Regions from separate parts of the Mus musculus genome. Here region 1 is linked to region 2. The links are chromatin contacts, called in public Micro-C maps. All regions are on one chromosome and are shown on one strand. The core of a region is the stretch at or near the end of the contact, and the rest is flanking DNA. Distances in the headings are between cores, read along the strand shown. Region 1 holds the start of Aqp6 (aquaporin 6). Region 2 holds the start of Pou6f1 (POU domain, class 6, transcription factor 1).

Region 1 (2,700 bases), core at 71-2,570, 1.0 Mb after region 2:
TCCTACTCTCCCCGGCTGAGGGCTGATGCAGGACCCTAAGGAGGTCTGTGGGGTCTGTGCAGCCGGCTCGCATTGCATCCGGATGCCTGCTCCCCGTGCAAGTGCCTGACACGTCTCCCACTCTCCCATTGAGTGAGGCCCGCGGTTCAACGGTGCCTCAGAAGTTAAGGAGTGATGAAAAAGCTTGAGGGAAGAATGGAGGGGCTGCGGGTAGAGGTGGAAGCAGATGGAGCAAAGATGATGAGAGGAGTGAAGCAGGCCTCGGAAACAGAGAAACCAGCAGGATACACAGAGAGAGTACAAGGCCAGTTAGGTAGGGCTCTCCCTCTCCCTCTCCCTCTCCCTCTCCCTCTCCCTCTCCCTCTCCCTCTCCCTCTCCCTCTCCTTCTCTCTCTCTCCTCTCCCTCTCCCTCTCCCTCTCCCTCTCCCTCTCCCTCTCCCTCTCCCTCTCCCTCTCCCTCTCAAGCCCAGCTTGGCTCCTCGCTGACAGCTCTTAGCTGCCCCTGATTCCCTCCCCTTCGTATTGTCTCGGTGTCCCATCTGTTTATCACACCATGTTGCCATTTCTGTCTGGCCTAGGTGAATGCTTAAATGGGAGAGGAACCCGGGGCAGCTCAGAATAGCTACATTGTTTCCTCCTGTCTGGCCTCCCACCGTGACCATCTGACTCCCTCAGGTGCCCTATCATCTGCCACATGACTGGGCCTCTTTGCACCTACCACGTTGACCCCAAGGGTCTCTCGAATACCTCCTGGAGTTACCCCGTAAAGAAGAGCAGCCCCAGCTGTGGCCCCAGCCAGCTGCGCAGCGATATAGGCCATAGCCCGAGGCAGAGAGATATGGGATCCCACGAGGTAGGCCAGGGTCACAGCAGGGTTGGCGTGGGCCCCGCTGGTCTTCCAGGAGATCTGCACGGCTGTGGCTGTGGCCAGATTGAAGGTGATGGCGATCTGGAGCACAGAGGGAAGCGCCACAGGCCAGGGCAGAACAGAGCCCACACCAAAGAAAACGTACAGCCCCGTGGCCAGGAACTCAGCAAAAAGCGCCTTGCTGATGGCGGTCCAAAGCCCGCCAACCAGAAGGTAAGCCCTGCTACACAGCCCTGGCTCCATGTCTTGTCACCTGCTTGCCTTCAGGTCTGCTGCCTCTTCTCCCTGATTCGTTCTGTTCCCTCAGGTCTCTTGACCCCTCCCCAGCTCTCCTGGCCTCCCTTTCTGTGGCAGCTTCCCCAGCCAGCTAAGGTGCCCCCAGCACACTGCTGGCCTTAGAAACAAGCTGCTCAGATTCATGGGGAGCCAGCTGATGGCATTGTGCGTGTCTGGGGGTGGGAGGTTCAGAGTGCTCACGTGTCTGTTCCAGCTCGGGGCTCACCTGACAGGAGGGGGCCAGGCCAGTAAGGAGGAACACTGGGCACTGAGCTGGAACCTCCCGGGACTGGCTGCCAAAAGAAGTCTAGCCTGGGACTTGGGGACTTGGGGAGTGGAAGTCAGATCCCTAATGTCAGCTTAGAGACCAGCAAGATCATGGAGAAACCCACATCCAAGGCCTGCTGCAGGGGTGCCTGTGTGCTAATTGCCTAGTCTCTTCTTCTTAAATGGTGGGGTGTATTCTGTGCCCCATAAGCCCAGGTGCGAAATTAAGTTCTTTCCACCATTCCCCCGTAAAACATGGCATCCAGGTCTCAGGCACGGGCAATCAACTTGATTGAGGATGTGGTCCTGGTGGTGTGGAAAGGAGCTGGGGTTCACCACACGGATGCTCAAACCATGATAGCTGCTGCATGTGGCCCGAACAGTTCTGCTGTCCGCCGGTGGGGGATCCCCTGTGCTTTTTCCCTCACTTCCTGCCTCTCTGCCTCCCTTCGGGACCTTGTTCTCAGAGCCCCCCACCCCCATGATTTATTACATCAGATGGGTTATCTACTTATATAGCTATGTCATCCTAAAGTGTCACCGTGCCTCTTCCCCAGTAGCATCAGATTTCTCAAACAGAGGTGTTCCCTCTGTGGAGCTGCCCAAGCAATACCTGCATCCTGCCCTAACCCTGGCTGCACCTGGTTAACTGCAGGCTCCTCAAACAGAGTCTGTCCCCAAATGCCACCCTCCCTGTCTCCCACACTTCTCTCCAGCGCAGTTGGTGGCACCCAAGAAGTGTCTTTGACCCCTTTCCAGAGGAAGGCATCGAACTCTGCTAGTTTTGAATCCCGAGTGGTCCCGGCTGGGCTCTCCTCCTCACCGTGCAGCCTTTAGCCGGTCCGCCCTCACTTTGCCCTCCTCAGTCCTCCACACTGCGGTCTGAATGATGCTTTGTTTTGTTTTGTTTTTTAAAGCAGTGCTCAGCCGGCTGCTGTCCTGCTGCAGTCTCTGCCACCCTCTTTGGAGGTCTAAGCCAGAATGACAAGGTCCTGTGGGGCCCCATTCCTCCTGCCTCCCTCGTCCTTCTTCCTTTGTCCCCTGGCATCCTGGGATGAACATCCTGCCATCTCCACCCCCACCCCCACCCCTTCATGGAGAGCCTTCTGTACTCTTCGCCTGAACCTCTTAACCCATCCTGGAGGACAGCTTCCAGCGCCACCTGCTCTGTCCTAAGGCCATCTCTGTGTGTTGCCGCCATACCTAAAGCCTTTCCATGTACAAGTCAGCACACTCCTGCCACGGTGTTACTATGTCTCCCAAACAAGGTGATCAGCCCTCAGGGGGA
Region 2 (2,700 bases), core at 197-2,696:
TGTGTGGTGTGTGTGTGTGTGTGTGTGTGTGTGTGTGTGTGTGAGAGAGAGAGAGAGAGAGAGAGAGAGAGAGAGAGAGAGAGACTTTGTTGTTCAGGCTGCATCCTAATTCACAGGTTCATTCGGTTTGCTGCCTCTCCAGCAGCCGGTCCTACAGGTGGGACGGTGCCCGGCTCAGGCTACCTCTGTTTGTAAAACTAAACTGTATCGTTTGCCTAGACCGCAAATGGATGGACGCGCTGGGATAAAACCCCAAGCTTTCTGGTTCTTGACCCTTTAGTTAGTCTCACCCGCAGTGCCTCCTCCATGGCCCCAGGAAAACAGCGGACAGCCCAGCTCTGCGGCACCAGTAGCCAGCATGATGCAGGCAGCCTGGAGTGTACCTGTTGGTCAAACCCAGCCGATGCTGCTCCCCTCTCCTCCTGAGTGTGTGCTTCCACTGGAGACGTTTAAGGGACTGTCTGGCAAGGGCTCTACAGTTCATCATTTCTCCTATTGCTGCTTCTGCACGGCCTACCGAGATCATCCTAGACCACGGAAGCACGGGTGTGGGGTGAGGGCGAAGAGGGAAACACTGTTGGGAATCCACTTGGCTGCGTTGATAACGCTCTTCTCTGGTGACTCCCTTCATTCTTTCTCGCTCTCCTGGTCTTCCTTCTTTTGTCCATTATGTCCCAAACCTTCGTTCCCCTGGCCCCTAATCGGCCTCTGAGTCTCCCTCTACCTTCAAAAGTCAGTAGATATAACAAACCCTCCCCACCATCACGGTCCCCAAAACAGTGGCTTGTTTTTCTCCATCGCGTCAAACTTTGCCTTTCTTTTCACACCTTCGTGTGCTGCTTGACTAGCCCGCAGGCTGCAGGTGGGACCCCGCCCCTCCTGAAGGTGGGAAAGCGAGCTAGCTCAGCAGAGCGTCCGGGACCCTGGTCCCTCTGGGATGTGCACAGCTGCTCCGGAGACCCTGAGCCTTAGTGACGTCCGAGTTCCCTCTCCTTTACGGCCTAGAGGACAGACGTGAACTTGAGGTTGGCCGTTGAGAAGGGCAGTTGACCACCAGAGAGTCACGGTTGTCACTGCTCAATCCTCGGCTGAAGGGAAGGCGACACGGGGTCCCCTATCGAGACTCCAGTCCTGCTCTCCAAGGGGGCTGAGTCAAGCGGCCCCACAGGCCCTGGGTCCCAGTCCCCGCGAGGCCTGGGGTTCCTACCCACCCCCACGCGCAGCTCGCAGCTTCCCAGACCCCCCCTCCTTTTCCTGACCGCCGCCCCCGGCGGCTGGCGCGGGAGGTGCAGCATGCGGCAAAGCGCTTTGCATAAATTATGCTCATGACGCAGCAGCTAAAAAAATCCAAGTAGCAGAAGGAGGGAAAGGGGGGGAGGGAGGAGGGGGCGAGGAGGGGACTGCACCTGGCCGCCCCCGCCCCCGGCGTCCCGGCCCGTGCGTGGCCCGCAACCCACCGCCGCTCCGCTCTGCCAGCCCCGGCGGGGGGCTCAGGGGGCGGCGGGTCCCGAGTGGCTCCGGGCCGAGCGAGCCGGGCCGAGCCGCTCCGGCTTCTTTGTCTGCGGGCGGCCGCCCCGGCCGCGGCCCCCTGGCCCGGGCTGGGGGATGAGTGTCTAGCCGGTGGCCGCTGGGCAGCCGGGGAGCGGGAGGCTGGGCTTCGGGCTCCGGTGAGTAGCGGGGTCCGGGGCGGGGAGGGCTTTGCACGGAGGGGGAGGGGGCCGGGCAGGGGAGGTTTCGAATTTGGTTAATATGCAATGCCCGTAATTAGCATAATTTATATATTTATGATAAAGAGAGAAAAAGGCGCGGGGCCGGGGCGGCGGGCTGCGGCCCCGGAGGCTGGAGCTCTGGGAGTCGAGGGCCGCGCTCTGCCCACCTGGGGCCGCAGACCCCGGGCCGCACCCTGGTCTCCGGTCCCCGCGGACACTCGAGGAGGGGCGGCCGCTTGGGTGGACGCCCTGCCCTGGTGGGGGGCGGGGTGTCGGGGAGAGGCACGTAGAGTCCTGGATCCCGGGACGCTTGGGTTCCCTGGCGACCTGTCACCGCTACTCCGGAGAAAGGGCTGGTGGGACTCTGGGGGGCAGAGACCTCGCTGTCACTGGAAGGATGGGGGAATGGTGGGAGGGTCACCGTCGATCAGAGCGTGAGCACTTCATAAATATTTAATGACAGTATTAGTATTAATAATGTCATAAAACGGGCCCACTATCTCCTCCCGGGACATTTGCACCTGGCAAGGCTGAGGGATCTCCAGAGTGGCTTCTAAGCCACTTCAGCGCTAAGATCGCCTCCTCGGGCTTGGGTGGGAAGCCTGAAACCTTTACAGAGTAGTCGCTGCAGCTGGGCAGGAGAAAATGAAAGCCTGCTCAAAAGCTTCCCTAGGCCAAAGACAGGAAGCTCCTAGCAGACACAGAGACTGTAGCCTGTTGGCTCCCTGGCATTCCTTGCTCACAAAATAGAAGGCGGGGCCCCCAGTTCCATGCATATATACCCGTCGCTTTGGTAATCTACGACAGTCAACACTGCAAACCGGCATGCTGGGCGTGTATTCCGTTTTGATTGAAGTTTGTGAGCAGGATATTTCTGTGACTCGGGGGCCTCTTTACATATGTAAAGCAGAATCACATTCATTCCTTCTATGGTACTTCAATAAAAAAAAATCAGTGTGCGAGAGCCGCACTCAGACAAAGCCCCACCTGT

Evidence for each region. Hi-C and Micro-C count contacts between places; a contact is called where the count stands out from the background.
Region 1: a Micro-C map of embryonic stem cells shows a contact between it and region 2, with 1.8 times the contacts expected there. The contact joins the promoter of Aqp6 here to the promoter of Pou6f1 in region 2. A contact is called at or near these places in 1 of 39 promoter capture datasets (hippocampal neurons) and 1 of 484 Hi-C or Micro-C datasets (embryonic stem cells).

The regions. Positions count from the first base shown.
Region 1 is chr15:99,599,820-99,602,519 of GRCm38.p6, reverse strand. Aqp6 (aquaporin 6) reads right to left here and starts at 1,320. Exons shown (of 5, transcript NM_175087.5): 1 at 720-1,320. The coding sequence starts at 1,112. Gm34765 (a long non-coding RNA gene) reads left to right here and starts at 978. Exons shown (of 5, transcript XR_875660.2): 1 at 978-1,082.
Region 2 is chr15:100,598,730-100,601,429 of GRCm38.p6, reverse strand. Pou6f1 (POU domain, class 6, transcription factor 1) reads left to right here and starts at 1,446. Exons shown (of 11, transcript NM_001304965.1): 1 at 1,446-1,667.